3 separate regions of the Mus musculus genome follow, and all the other regions are linked to region 3. Evidence: chromatin contacts called from public Hi-C data. All regions are on one chromosome and are shown on one strand. The core of a region is the stretch at or near the end of the contact, and the rest is flanking DNA. Distances in the headings are between cores, read along the strand shown. Region 1 overlaps Cped1 (cadherin-like and PC-esterase domain containing 1). Region 2 overlaps Cped1 (cadherin-like and PC-esterase domain containing 1). Region 3 holds the start of Wnt16 (wingless-type MMTV integration site family, member 16).

What was found. A called contact is a pair of places that touch in the nucleus more often than the background predicts.
Region 1: a Hi-C map of uterus shows a contact between it and region 3. The contact joins the enhancer-like site here to the promoter of Wnt16 in region 3. A contact is called at or near these places in 2 of 39 promoter capture datasets (the 3T3-L1 cell line and frontonasal cranial neural crest), 1 of 15 datasets of contacts at CTCF or cohesin (the NIH/3T3 cell line), 2 of 484 Hi-C or Micro-C datasets (reprogramming fibroblasts and uterus), 1 of 115 datasets of contacts at active chromatin or transcription factors (bone marrow-derived macrophages) and 2 of 9 other capture datasets (liver and macrophages).
Region 2: a Hi-C map of embryonic fibroblasts shows a contact between it and region 3, with 3 times the contacts expected there. The contact joins the enhancer-like site here to the promoter of Wnt16 in region 3. A contact is called at or near these places in 3 of 39 promoter capture datasets (the HPC-7 cell line, hippocampal neurons and second pharyngeal arch cranial neural crest), 19 of 484 Hi-C or Micro-C datasets (the C2C12 cell line, bone marrow-derived macrophages, embryonic fibroblasts and 8 more), 3 of 115 datasets of contacts at active chromatin or transcription factors (the HPC-7 cell line, embryonic fibroblasts and pancreatic cancer cells) and 2 of 9 other capture datasets (bone marrow-derived macrophages and liver).

Annotation. Positions count from the first base shown.
Region 1 is chr6:22,179,104-22,183,027 of GRCm38.p6, reverse strand. The region is part of intron 15 of Cped1 (cadherin-like and PC-esterase domain containing 1); the gene reads right to left. Among named protein-coding and RNA genes, the nearest start is that of Wnt16, 110 kb to the left of the region's middle. Within about 2 kb of position 2,512, at least 9 of the 459 cell types and tissues checked have an H3K27ac peak or open chromatin away from gene starts, as enhancers often do. A contact at or near this core is called in uterus, where this site is marked.
Region 2 is chr6:22,214,039-22,218,309 of GRCm38.p6, reverse strand. It overlaps Cped1 (cadherin-like and PC-esterase domain containing 1), which reads right to left. Exons shown (of 22, transcript NM_001081351.1): 16 at 2,681-2,798. Among named protein-coding and RNA genes, the nearest start is that of Wnt16, 72 kb to the left of the region's middle. Within about 2 kb of position 1,554, at least 44 of the 459 cell types and tissues checked have an H3K27ac peak or open chromatin away from gene starts, as enhancers often do. A contact at or near this core is called in the C2C12 cell line, the HPC-7 cell line, bone marrow-derived macrophages and 5 more, where this site is marked.
Region 3 is chr6:22,286,364-22,290,749 of GRCm38.p6, reverse strand. Wnt16 (wingless-type MMTV integration site family, member 16) reads right to left here and starts at 2,523. Exons shown (of 4, transcript NM_053116.4): 1 at 2,149-2,523; 2 at 1,722-1,969. The coding sequence starts at 2,243.

The DNA of each region.
Region 1 (3,924 bases), core at 1,263-3,762, 110 kb after region 3:
TATTTTGTCAGGATATGAGACTTCCTAGAGGCCATGAATTCAGAGATGGTCTTAAAGGTCTGGTAGAAGCAAATGATAGGAAGTGTGCCAGGCTGAGAGAACATCATCAATAAAGGTGAAATAATAAATGTGCCTGAGAGGCTGCCAATAGGTCAATGATATCTTGTACTTCCCTTACAAACGACTTTGGCCTTCTATCTTTCAAGACATGATGTTTGTCTAGACTCGAGAAACTAGAGAATATCAATCATTTGATGCCTCCGAAAGTAAAGTGTCCCATAAATGGGAAAAACTGAGTTTGTTTCCTTGTGCTTATATTCTTAGTACTGGGGAGAACTGGAGAGCACAGTTCACCAGTGAGAGACTCTGTGGCGACAAACAAGGTGGACCGTGACTAAGAAATAACACCCATGGTTGAACTCTGGCTTTCATATGCATGAACACACAAGTGCAGACCTGTGCATGCATGCACACTCGCACAAACACATATGAGTCTCTCTGTGTGAGGAGGAGGGAGGGAGGGAGAGAGAGGAGAGGAGAGGAGAGGAGAGGAGAGGAGAGAAGAGAGATTATCCTATCCCTCAGTACCTATGCTCTGAGATTTGGGGAAATTTCTGTCTACAACACCATGCCCTCACCTCCACCTGGCCTTACCAGCTAAAGGAACATCTAAGGCAAACCAGGCAGGCTTTGAATCTCAGCAGGGACTTGTGCCTACAGAAATTCTGATTTGTATGTGCATGACTTCTGTAAACTAATTTGTAGCTGAACTCTTATGACTTCATCAAGGTTTAATAAAACATTGTCAGCACATTCAGGTTTCAGAGTTCAGCCAGTTTCCCTGTGTTGAAGAGTAATTCACACCAGGTTTCACTTCGCAGAGTTTGAGAGACAATAATATTGACGAGAAGCTCTTGGTGCAAGGAAATCAAAGTGGAGCACACAAAAGAATTTCCCTAAGCATCACATGGTTGATATGTATTTTCTAGCTTTCCCATGCCCAGACAAACATGCCTCAGAGGTAGACCTGACATCAGTCACTGAAGACACTGAGACTAGAGGGAGTTTAGTATTCAGAAAACAAATATCTGAAAGTGAGTTTTCAATCTTTGCCCTATTTCAATTACTGAAACCTATTTTGTTTTATAATTAAATATTTTAAGGCATTTAGTGTATCTGTTCTTTGACAATTTCATTCTCTCATAGTGCATTCTGATAATGCTGCCCCGTCCCCAATCTCCTGCCCTCTTACCTACAAGTCATCTTCAAGTCCTCTTCCCTCATTCATGATTTTGATCATGTTCATTTGCTTGTTTCTTTTCTTGAGGTCCACTGAGTTTGACTAGTGTCATCTGTGTGACCATGTATTTGAATCTATCCCTTGGGGGCAAGGTTGGATCCTCAGTGAGCATATATTAGAAGACAATGACTTCCTTGTCTCAGAGTCACTTAGGAGCCATAGGAGAGATAGAGCCAAATGAACAACCTTGTTTTATCCAAACTCTTACTCCCTGATCTAGGAGTACCACATTGCTTTAAAGCAGTTTCAAGAAACTGGGCCATTTTACATAGAAATATGTATTTCTAATAGCAATTTTAATGAACCTAAAATGTTATCAAATTTAGGGATTATGATCTTAACAATACACTAACACAACATTTAATTGAGTGCTTTTACCTACTTTTTCAGTGCATCATATGAAGAAAGACATAATGTCTGATTGCTCAATCAGAATAATAAAGTAATAAAATCTATAGGTATTCTTGACATTGTAGCCATACTGATATAGGAACCCATAATGCTAGCTCATTGCTCCATCCCTTCTGTGAGGTGCAGACTTTGTAACTCTGGTGTCTCTCTGTTCTCTGGGTTGCTTCTCTGCTCTGTGTCACTCGTGTAAGCAATGCCCACAGTTGAGTGAACCGTTTGAGAGTCCTTGAGTGTTTTTCCCTTGTGGATGTCTTGAATGATACAAATGGGATCACAAGCTTAAGTTTGGACCTATGAAGGCTCAGGTACGTCTAAATGTGATGGAGGTAAGATCTAACTCCCTGTGGTGCTCGACCAAGGATGCAGAAGCCAGTCCTGGTCTACCCCTCTGTCCTTTTTCCATGTTATCTTCTCCCTTGTTCAATCACTCTTACCACACTGGTCTTCACAGTTTTTTCTTTAAAAGTGATAAACTGTTTCCTGTTGCAGCTAAGCTCTGACACAAGCTTTTTCTTTCTCCAGGCTTTATCGTACGCCTTTTTGTTTATTGTAGATTCACCAGCACAGTGAGCCAGTCTCTGATAACCATTCCTACCTGTTAGTGCTCCCCACCATTGTACACAGCCTATTCTCTTCTTTACAGCGCCGCGTGTAATTGTTAGCGAGCATGTTACTGATTGGGGGTTTAACACGGAGTTTGTCAAGAGCTTTGAAAGCTTCGTTATGCGCAAGGCAGACACTCTGCCAGTTTTGCTGACTGCCTGGAAGACTGCATCTACAATGATGAATGAATCTGCTGCAGAGCTAGTCTGATCTGCTCGAAAACCCGCCCAGCCTCAGGGAAGCCGGAAACACTAGAGAGACCACAAGCATATCTGATCCTTCTCAGGACAATATCTCAGTACACTGTTCAAATGAACCCCCTACACTTTGACATCTTTGTGGGAGTTTGAGGAACAGGGTCAAGAATTTCTTCTCTCCTCTAGAAAAGGCAACACAAATTTAGCCAATTTAAATTAATGGGTAAGAAATCTAGCTATTGACTGGATTGATTCAACTAGTGCCAGTAGCCTTTTTAGATTTAAGATAATATTTTTTTTCTGGCACCAGAGATCAAACTGAGAGCCTCACACATGTTAGGCAAACATTCTACCCCTAGCTTCATCTCTAGCCCTAAGACAACTTAAGATAAAAGTATTTACAGTGATTTTTGCAGGATGTAGAATTCTTTCATTTCTTGAGGTCTCACAAAATCTCATTTCTTCGATAAACTTCTAAGCACCTATATTGGCTATTTTATTTTGATAATTTTGATGGATGCATAGAGCATGTCTTTTCTGATCAGAATCTCCTAAAAGTTATGCCTGCCTTCAGTTTTCCTGGCACTATGAAACAAAACAAGGATACTGGGCCAGGGACAGTATTCTGGTGGAGGCATAAACAAGACTTTGAAACACATCCCTTAGGGCTCTTGTTTATAATAACCACATGCAAGACAAATGTTAAAGTCTTGCCATAACACTCAAATAATATTCTATTATTTTCTTTTTGTGGTTTTCCTCCAGTGTGTGAGGCGTGTATCTGTGTACATATGCATGTTTTGCTTGTTCAGTGCAGGTGCAAGCTCTTGCATGTAAAGATTGGTGTCTGCAATCATCCAGTCATCCACAAACACTTTATTCACTGAGGCAGGGTCCTCCAGCCTTAATAACCAGCCTGCTCTGGAGTTCTTTGCCTTTAAGGCTGGAATTATAGGGGAACCACCACCCAACTTAGCATTTACTTCGATTCTGAGAATCAGAACCCTGGTCATCATGCTTGAGATGCAAGTACCCCAGCCATCTTCCTAGGCCACGAACTTTAAAATTTATTGGAAACTATGTTTCTTGTGAATCAGCACATATGCAATGTTTAGATAATTTACAAACATCAAGACACCATTTGAAATGTATGCTATAAAAGACAGAAAAGGACTAAAAGATAGGGACAAAAATTTGGACAGCAGCTACAAATTTACCAGCTCAAAAATATAAATAAGCAAGTGTTAAAGATGGCACACTTTTAAAGGCAGAGAAGCAAATTAAGACATGAAAATAAATGTTTTTCTCCTCAACTAATTCTTTAACGACTGCCTGGTGTGCAGTGGATACATACATTCCATAATCATTAGGGCTGCACCCAGATTCGGTGCCTGTAATGTATACAGCACAGTG
Region 2 (4,271 bases), core at 305-2,804, 71 kb after region 3:
CAAATTAGAAGAATTACTTTTACTTTATTCAGCAACTGAGGAAGAGAAAAGAAATACAGTGATTCAAAATGATCTAAGTTAGTTTAATTTTAAAAAAAGACAGTATGGCATTAGTATATTGCAGGTAAAAAGAATGGATCCAGGGCTGTCAAATTGTAGCACACTATTAAAATAGCTTTTCGGCCTGGAAGATGTTTGAATAAGTACATAACTTCTTAGAAGATTTCCCTCCAGCATCATCTACCAGGATTGGTTCTCCCTTAAGATGTAGAAAGTCCTGTTATGAAGGATTGGGTCATCTCTGGGAACACCCCGTACATTCTAGAACAGTATTTTCTGGACTTTTTCTACGTCTTTGAGTCTGCGGGCTTTTGGTGCTCTCTGCGTGCGTGCGTGCGTTCGTCTGCATGTATGTGTGTGTAGCCTCCTGATTGTGTCATAGATTCCTGTGGAAAGGGAAAGGTTTAAATCTCCCTTTAGTTTGGTAAACCTTTTTTTTTTAATTTGTCTATTAGGAACTGGAAGATTAATATAAACAATTTATGTTCTCGAGAAATCTAATCAAGGGAAGCCATCAGTAAAAACATACAGCCCATGCACCCTTGACGTCTTAGTACATGCACAGTATACGATATGCAGATACTCCTATGTTTATATATTGTGTCCATCATAAAACATGGAAATAAAAATGATTAGATACAAGGCGGTTGCACATATATTTTCATCTTTATTATTGGCTTCATCCCCAGGGATGCCCTGTTCTGTTCTTTTCTCTTCCTGGTGTTTATCACGGTGTTCTGGGGGGACCACTGGTCTCAGACAGATCTAAGTCAGTATACACTTGAAAGAGAAGGAGGTAGCGCTATGAAGATTCTATGCCTGGATTGCTCTGGGAACCCAGAGAATGTGGTGGAATGAGGCCGGCTAGCGAAAAAGAGTATGGCATCAGGCAGAAGGAAAGGACAGGATGGGCCTATGGAGGCAGCGGAACAGATTGGAGAAGCAGAGCTGCACGTCCCAAAGCAGGGTTATCAGCACAGAGAGAGGCAAGGAGGTTGAGAGGTAGGGAAGAGATGGGAGGGGGAAGTCTTGAAGTTCCAGGATATAAAGCATGGCAGTCAGTGTGGGTCCTTCTCTAAAGGGGTCTACTGATGCACCAAACCAAGTCCACGCAACGGACAGAGACGATCCAGGGCTCGGCTGATGTAATGGTGAATTTCACAGGTTAGAACAAACTGCTGACTCCTGAGCAGAAACGGTGTCGTGAACTGAAGAGTAGAAGAGCTTTGCCTTGGTTGCGGTACAAAGAGTAGAATTAAGTTGTTTTACGATTGTCATAAATTGTCGTCTGATTAAACAATACTGGACTGGACACAGGTATCCCCTTTGAAGGCTGAGTCTGTGTCTCCTTCGGCAGGGAGACACAGATCACGGCACCTGACCCTCCATAACAGGCGAGTCCCTCCCTGACTGGAGTTTATTATTTAGAACATATGTTCAAGACTGGGACATGCCCACATTTGCTAGCTGCGTGCCAAATTGCAATTTGCCCTGCCCATTTGGGAAACACATTTCCCGCTGCAGCAGCCGTGTGAAGTTCACGGTGAGGCTAGTGCAGCTGTGTGCGCCTTCGCGGGCCTTTCTGAGGACGGGAGCTATGGGGGTCAGGATGGAGTAGTAACCAGGACCACCGAAGAATACATGCTCTGAACCTTAATTAGTTCAATTTTTTAAATTTTTTAAAAATACATTCTCAGCATCAGCTTTGCTTGACTACACTCTGCCTGCTTCAGGAAGCCTGAGAGGATGAAAACAAAGAGAGTGGTGACTCATTGTGGGTCTGTCCGTGACTCATGTGAGATTTAAGGCCACAATCTGAAATCCTCATGTCCCTATTTGTAGAAATGATCAAAATATGAGGGATACTTGTGGTTATTTCCAATACTTTCCCTACAATGAAAATAAATGATTTAAAACTGGGTATTTTTTTTCTATCCACCATGTGTGAATTATGTATGTATGGTTGTATGGTTGTATGTATGTATGGTTGTATGTATGTATGAATGTAGTGAGTTGAAAAAGGGAACTGGCGAACGGTACAGTGGGTGAGGGTGCTTGTTTCTGAGCCTGACAACCTGAACTTGCTCCCAGAGACCCACATGATGAAAAGATAGAACTGACTCGTGCAGGCTGTCATCTGACCTTCCTGTGCTCTCCCTGGCACACACATGCGTGTGCATGGGTACCCCCTCCCCACACACACATAAATGACAATGTAATAAAAACTAAAGTGAAAAAGGCCAACTTTCCGTCCTCATGAAACCAACATCTTGGGAAGAATGACAGTAAACAATGCATTAGGTACTAAATGGATTGTAGAGATTGTGATATAAGAAAAGTACAGAGTTAGGAAATGAGTTAGAGGATAAAGGAAGGCTCCTGGATGAAGTGACCTCTGGTCTGCCGTTTCTAGATGGCAATGGGTTAGCAATGAAGCAAAGAGTTTGTTTGCTTAATTAATCAAATGTTCCACAAATCAAAACAATGCATCTACACTTGTAGTATGTCTTGATGTTTACTCGAGTGAAAAAGAAAGGTCCTTGTTTAAAACAGGGGCCAATTAAACATGTGCCTATAGACCAAGGGGTCTATTTTAGAGAAAGGATACTCATGTATTCACCTTTAGTGTCCCCAGATGGACAACTCTCTATTTCAGGCTGTGAAATGGCTTTAATGTATTCTGCAGAAATAGGCTGCAACCCACAGGTTTCTTCTGGGTGAATCAATAAGTCACAATCCTGTATCAAAATGAAAAAAAAATAGCTGTCATTATCAAGAGCGGATCACATGATAAGAAAGCTAAACAGTAGTTTGAAAAGCAGAGGCCTGGGGTTCACTGGCCAGCCAGCCTTGCCTACTTGATGAGTTCCAGAGTAGTAAGAAACCTTGCCTCAGAAACATGGTTGGCTCCTGAGGTTGTTCAATGAGGTTGTTCTGTGTTCTGAGGTTGGCATCTCATAGACGCACATTTGCGCGCGCGCACACACACACACACACACACACACACACACATGCACACGCACCGGTACGTACAGTGAAAGAGAGAGAGAGAGAGAAAAAGAGAGAGAGAGAGAGAGAGAGAGAGAGAGAGAGAGAGATCTAAGGATTAAAGAAGTACAAAGTCAGTGGATGTTAGGAAAGGGTGTTTAGGGTGTTTATCCCCGCCCATCACTGGGTACACTGTGGGTATATTTTACAGAATAAGAGAACAGAGAGACACATTGGAAAGAGCTCACTGAATGTTAGATCTAGCCCTCTCATGAACTGGCTGGGATATCAAGTCACACCGTCAGTCTAGTTTTCTCATTACAAAATGGTGAAGGGGGGTGGGGTGGGGGGGAGATGCATCACGTGAGCTCGAGTTCCGTGGCAGCCTGACTGCCTCTGGCGCCTTCACAGTAGCCACTCTTATTTCCTTCCTCCTTCCTTTCCCCTTGTTTTGTGGTTGTAGGTAGCTATGTGCACCAGGTTTAAAACAAACCCATTTCCAAGCATTTCTTACAGATAAAGGCGCTCTCAGGGTAGCTCTTGTCCAAGAACTGTACATTAATCTCAGGTGTGGAGTTTGGAAATGATTTAAGTTCCAGTGAAAGAGTTCTCTTGTCTGTCTGTATCACCTTCCACTTGATATACAAATATGAGACTAAAGAGTGTGCAGCCTTCTTGCCATCCTGAGGCATCTTGGAGCAAGAAGGTTGTAGAAGACACTTTGGGTGCTCGGCTGCCGATTTCACAACAAAAGAAAAATTATAGAACAAATATAACTGGCAGATACCTCCGTTGGGTTAAAAGTTATTTAAATTTCACCTTTTCTCACTTTACTCTCTGGAGGAGAAAGTTCATACCACCGTGTCTATCTTACAAAAAGGAGCGACTTTTCTTGTGAGCTGAATTACTGAGACATCTGTGCTTTCTGGTGTAAAACTTCTTCCTCGTAAAAAGGTTTCTAATGATTTTAAGTGTGAATCTATTTATTTGGGGCTGCATATGGACGTACATGCCATAGGGCATGTGTGGAGGCCAGAGGACAGCTTGGTGGGGAGGGAGGTGGGGTGACAACTCGAGGGAGTTGGTTTTTCCCTTCAAACATGTGTGTACCCAGGATTGAACTCAGGTCCCCAGTCCTGAGAGCAAGTGCCTTACCCATCGAGTCATCTCAGTGGCTCCCAGAGTTTGGTCTTTGCTCTGTCTTTTTTGGCTTCCTGCCTTTC
Region 3 (4,386 bases), core at 1,274-3,773:
TTTTCTTTTTTCTTTTTTTCTTTTTAAAAAGCAGCATTATTGTTCTGTATTCCACATAGGGATGACACATGTCATATTGTCACCCACTCTCCTCATATATTACAATTCATGTTTTTAAAAAATGTGTAACCTTCACGAGTACCTGCCTTAGTGGTTCATAGCCAGAAGTAGCTTATTAGTACATGTTGAATGTAAATCCTTTATATGGACAATGTAAATGGGCAATTAAAAAGGAAACAGATTCCGTATCTTTTTTTTTTTTTTTTGAGTATGCTGCTTTCACAAAATACAATCAGAAAATTTTGGTGTGACCTTTCTTTAAATAGATACTATGCAAACTAAAATTAGCAAAAATCAAGACAACTGGTAGATACATATTCGTTTTCTTTCACATCAAAGATAAGGTTTTAAAGGGGGAGAATATGATGAATAACAATCACTGGTATTGAGTTGTAAACATTTTACACAGTGCAGTGCAGCTGGCTTTATGGTCATATAACTAATGAGAACAAGATCATTGAAAACTTGTAAAAATGCATTGTTGTGGAAAAGTATACTATTTTGAAACAGTTGCACTTTGTACTCCATCAGTAAAGTTGGAGTTAAAATCTTTGAAATCAAATTTCCATTAAGACATTCATAAAACAGACTCGGAAGGACTCAGCAGGCAACTTTTTTCTTTCCAGATGTTTAGATTGGAATAGAAACTGCTTCACGCCGGTTGTCCAATAAACCTTTTCGGTAACGAATGCTTCTGCATCTCAGCAACTGTTTAGGACACATTCTCTCTCTTTCTTACTTTTTCTTTCTCCTCCTGGTTCTTAGCCCTTACCCCACCCCCACCCCCAGGCCAGGGATCCTTCAGCATCACTTGCCAGACAAAACTCAGAGCTGGGACGCACAGCTCTGTGGAGGCGCGTGCAGAAACTGACTGGAGAAGGGTCAAAGTGCAGTACGAACGGAAATGAACTTTAAAAAAACGACAGCGCATCTTTCAGTGCCTCAGGCCTAAAACTCCTACTTTGCTAATATCTCAGGAAGCATCCTAGCACCACTAGCCCCGCTAAGTCACCACGTCTGTAGGAAGAACTTTTTCTTTTTCCACCGCACTTTCCCCGTACCGCAGAGAGAGCTCCCGCCCGGTCAAGGAGAGATGGAAGAAACAGAAAAGTGGGGGACACAGAAGTCGCGCTCAGGTGACAGTCCCTTAAAAAAAAAATCACCATCGTGCACTAAACCTGGTGTTCCCAGGAGTCAGTAAAACGTGCGGCTGTGCTTCAATTGCCACTTGTCCGCAGCTCTGGGCGCCACAGAGCTGCTTAAATCAAAGCAGATGCGGCTGCATCATTCTCGGCTGTAGACCTCATGTTTGTCCAGCTGGTCACCCACGGAGCGGGGCGCCATGGGGTCCTTGGGGTCGACGGGATAGGAACTCAGTTTTTCTGAAACTTTGGCAGGGGCCAGGGGAAGCAAGGAGAATTTCAGCCCTTCTAAGAGTCCTTCTGTAGATCTCGGACGTCCCTCCCCAGGGCCGCACCTGCACACTGGGGGCTGGCCCTTGTTGCCCCAGTTTTCCCCCACCCCCACCTCGCACCAAATGTTCCATATTGAAGACCTTGCCAGCACCGAATTGTGCAGGCGCTATACACTCTATCGAAGGAACGCGCAGAAAAGCTGTCGCCTTGTATGTCCTACCATCCCCGAGGGTCCTGGTGACTCACCGCTACTCAGCTCATAGCCAAAGAGGGGGGCTGTGGCGAGCTGGGTGGAAGTGGTAGTGGCGACCATACAGTTCCACCTCTCGTGTCGGAACTGGCTTCTGCACTCCTGAATGCCCAGCCTGGCGCCCTCGCGGATGCTAGGCAGCAGGTACGGTTTCCTCTTGCACAGCTCCTTCTGGCGGCTGTTCAGCGGCAAGTCGGCGCAGCCCAGCTTCTCCGGTACCCCGAAAGAGGCGATGCCCAACCACCTGTAAGACGCGGCACCCCTGAGGTAAGCCTCTCCCCTTTCCCTCCCCCACCCCAAAAGCATTAGGTCAGCGTTCCTAGGGTCTCCACCCCTTCTCTCCCAGCCTCAAGTTGAAAGCCCACTAGTTGGGTCATTCCTTTGACCAGCCACCCTATATGCCTCCACAGAGCCCATACTCACATCCAGTTGCCCTGGGTTCCGCAGGGGAGCAGCGACAGCACGGCTGCCCACAGCGCACACAAGCTGGGCAGGGCCAGGAGCGCCGCTCTGTCCATGGCCCACGCATGGAGACCCCCAGCCCCAGCCACTCCTCCTCTGTCTCCTCTCTCCAGAGGCCCGCAGGGCCTGGGGTCAGTTTCTTAGCACCCAGTTGTTCCTTGCTCTCTTTCCCCTGGAAGGTAACATTAAACAGGGCAGCAAGGACAGAGACTATCAGCAGTCCCCTAGGCAAGATAAGGCGGAGAAAGTAGCCTAAGGTCCTCTGGCGCAGAGGTGAGGATGAGCTGGAGATGCGGGAGCTTCCCTCACTTTCCAAGGTGAGAAACTTCTGCTGATGTCTCTGTGTCTCCATCGCCCCAGGCTTCTCCTCGCATCTCCTCCCCCCCTGACCGCGCCTGGAGTCTGATTGGCTCAGCAGCAACCCTGTACCTCACCATCTGGAAACTTCAGTGTCTCATTGGCTAACAGTGGGCTCTGCGGGGGGCGCTCCTGGGCTGAGCCTCCGTGACTGTCTAACTAGACCTGGGAGTGTCACGACCTTTCCTCCTCTCACAATGTCCTTAGAGGAGGTCACTGCGAGACTGAGTCAAGCGGAGAGCAAAGAAACGATGAGCACTTCTTAGCATCCTTGAGAGAAAATCTAGCCACATCTAGATTTACCCTTTGAGTAAAAAGGGTAAAGGTGTGGGGGGGCCCGAAGGGAGGGGGGCGGAGCACTCTGCTCTTCTTTCTTGTATTTCTCACTGGTGAATTATCTTTATAAGGTCAGAATTGATACCACAAAAAGCTGATCTTTCCACCCTTGGAAGCGGAGAGGATAGGCGAGAAGGGTTCTTTTCGTGTCATTGTATACACATTTATTTCCAGCTTTCCATCAAATTTCCCCGTATTTTACTTAGGTTCTGTGATGGCTTTTCTCATTTGTCTTATTTCTGTAGCTTTTGGGAGCACAGGCTTTTCTAAGGGGGAAAATGGCAGGCAGACAAATGGGTGAGAGCTGACTAGAGCATTCCAAATAGATGAACGCTGTCCCTACCCTCTTCTGACCCACACTGACCCCACCCCCCACCCAAGGATACCTTCCACAGGGCTACCGAGTGGAAACAACGACAACAGAAATCCTGCACCCACACCAACTGCATGCCCAGACCTATGGAAGTTTGTGGAAATAAGACCCCTTTCCACCAGTGTAAAACCCAGCCAGGCAGACAAATCTAAGGCCAGATGAATTCTGATCATCAGTAACAGAGATTATAGGTAAATGGAATTGGCAGCTTAGGCTTTCACCAAATGTACTTTAGAAGCAGGAAGGGTTCTGAGAAGCAGTCAGAGTTTTGTCTTCAAGAACCCTTTGAAGGTGCCAGGAATATGCTTTGTTGTGGTATCAGAGAGCCCCGCCTCCTCTACTTACAGGCACAGGGTTTTCACCTGCTCCCAAGAGGACATCTGGAATGTTAGTAAACTCTCCAGGTGCTATCATCTCGGTGGGTGACCACACTTAGCCTCAGCGCTGAAAGGCTTGGACAGCTTTTGCTTGCTTTTAATACTCAGCCTCACTTAAGGTCAATCAAAGCTCACTCACACACCCATCCTGTCCCATTCACTCCTTTATCCAGCAAGCACTGCGCGCACACTACGTACCAGGTCCTAAAACCACACTGTAATTTTTAGAAAGTCAAGTTGATGATAGGGTATGGTTACTGATCCAGAAATATTTTGGCTAATAGCTAGTGGCCTCTCTGAAAGTCGGAGCCTTTATCCAAGCCCACTTTATCCTCTAAGCCTCTCCAAGAAGGGACCAGAGTACACCCATAGCTGTTCCACGGCCATTGGTCCCGGAGAAGCAGATAGTCTTTTGAAGCGCAGCTCACAGAGTGGATTAACATGATGAGGAACATCCCGAACAGATGCCTAAGTGGCCTAAAGGCTGAAAATAGAGACATTTCTTCCTTGTAAGGGAAACTGGAGAGGGTGCAATCTTGGGTTTGGGTAGAGGGTGTGGAGAACATCAATTGCTTAAGCTGATTTTTAAAGGCCAACTGTGTTTGATTTTTTTTTTTAATTCAGAAATATATATTGAGACTGCTTTGGGTTAAAATGTGAGACTGGCACTGAACCACACAGCTGTAGAGATCATAATTTACTTGACAAAACAGACAAGTAAACTCACAATTACATTCTGATACAGTCAGTGTGGGA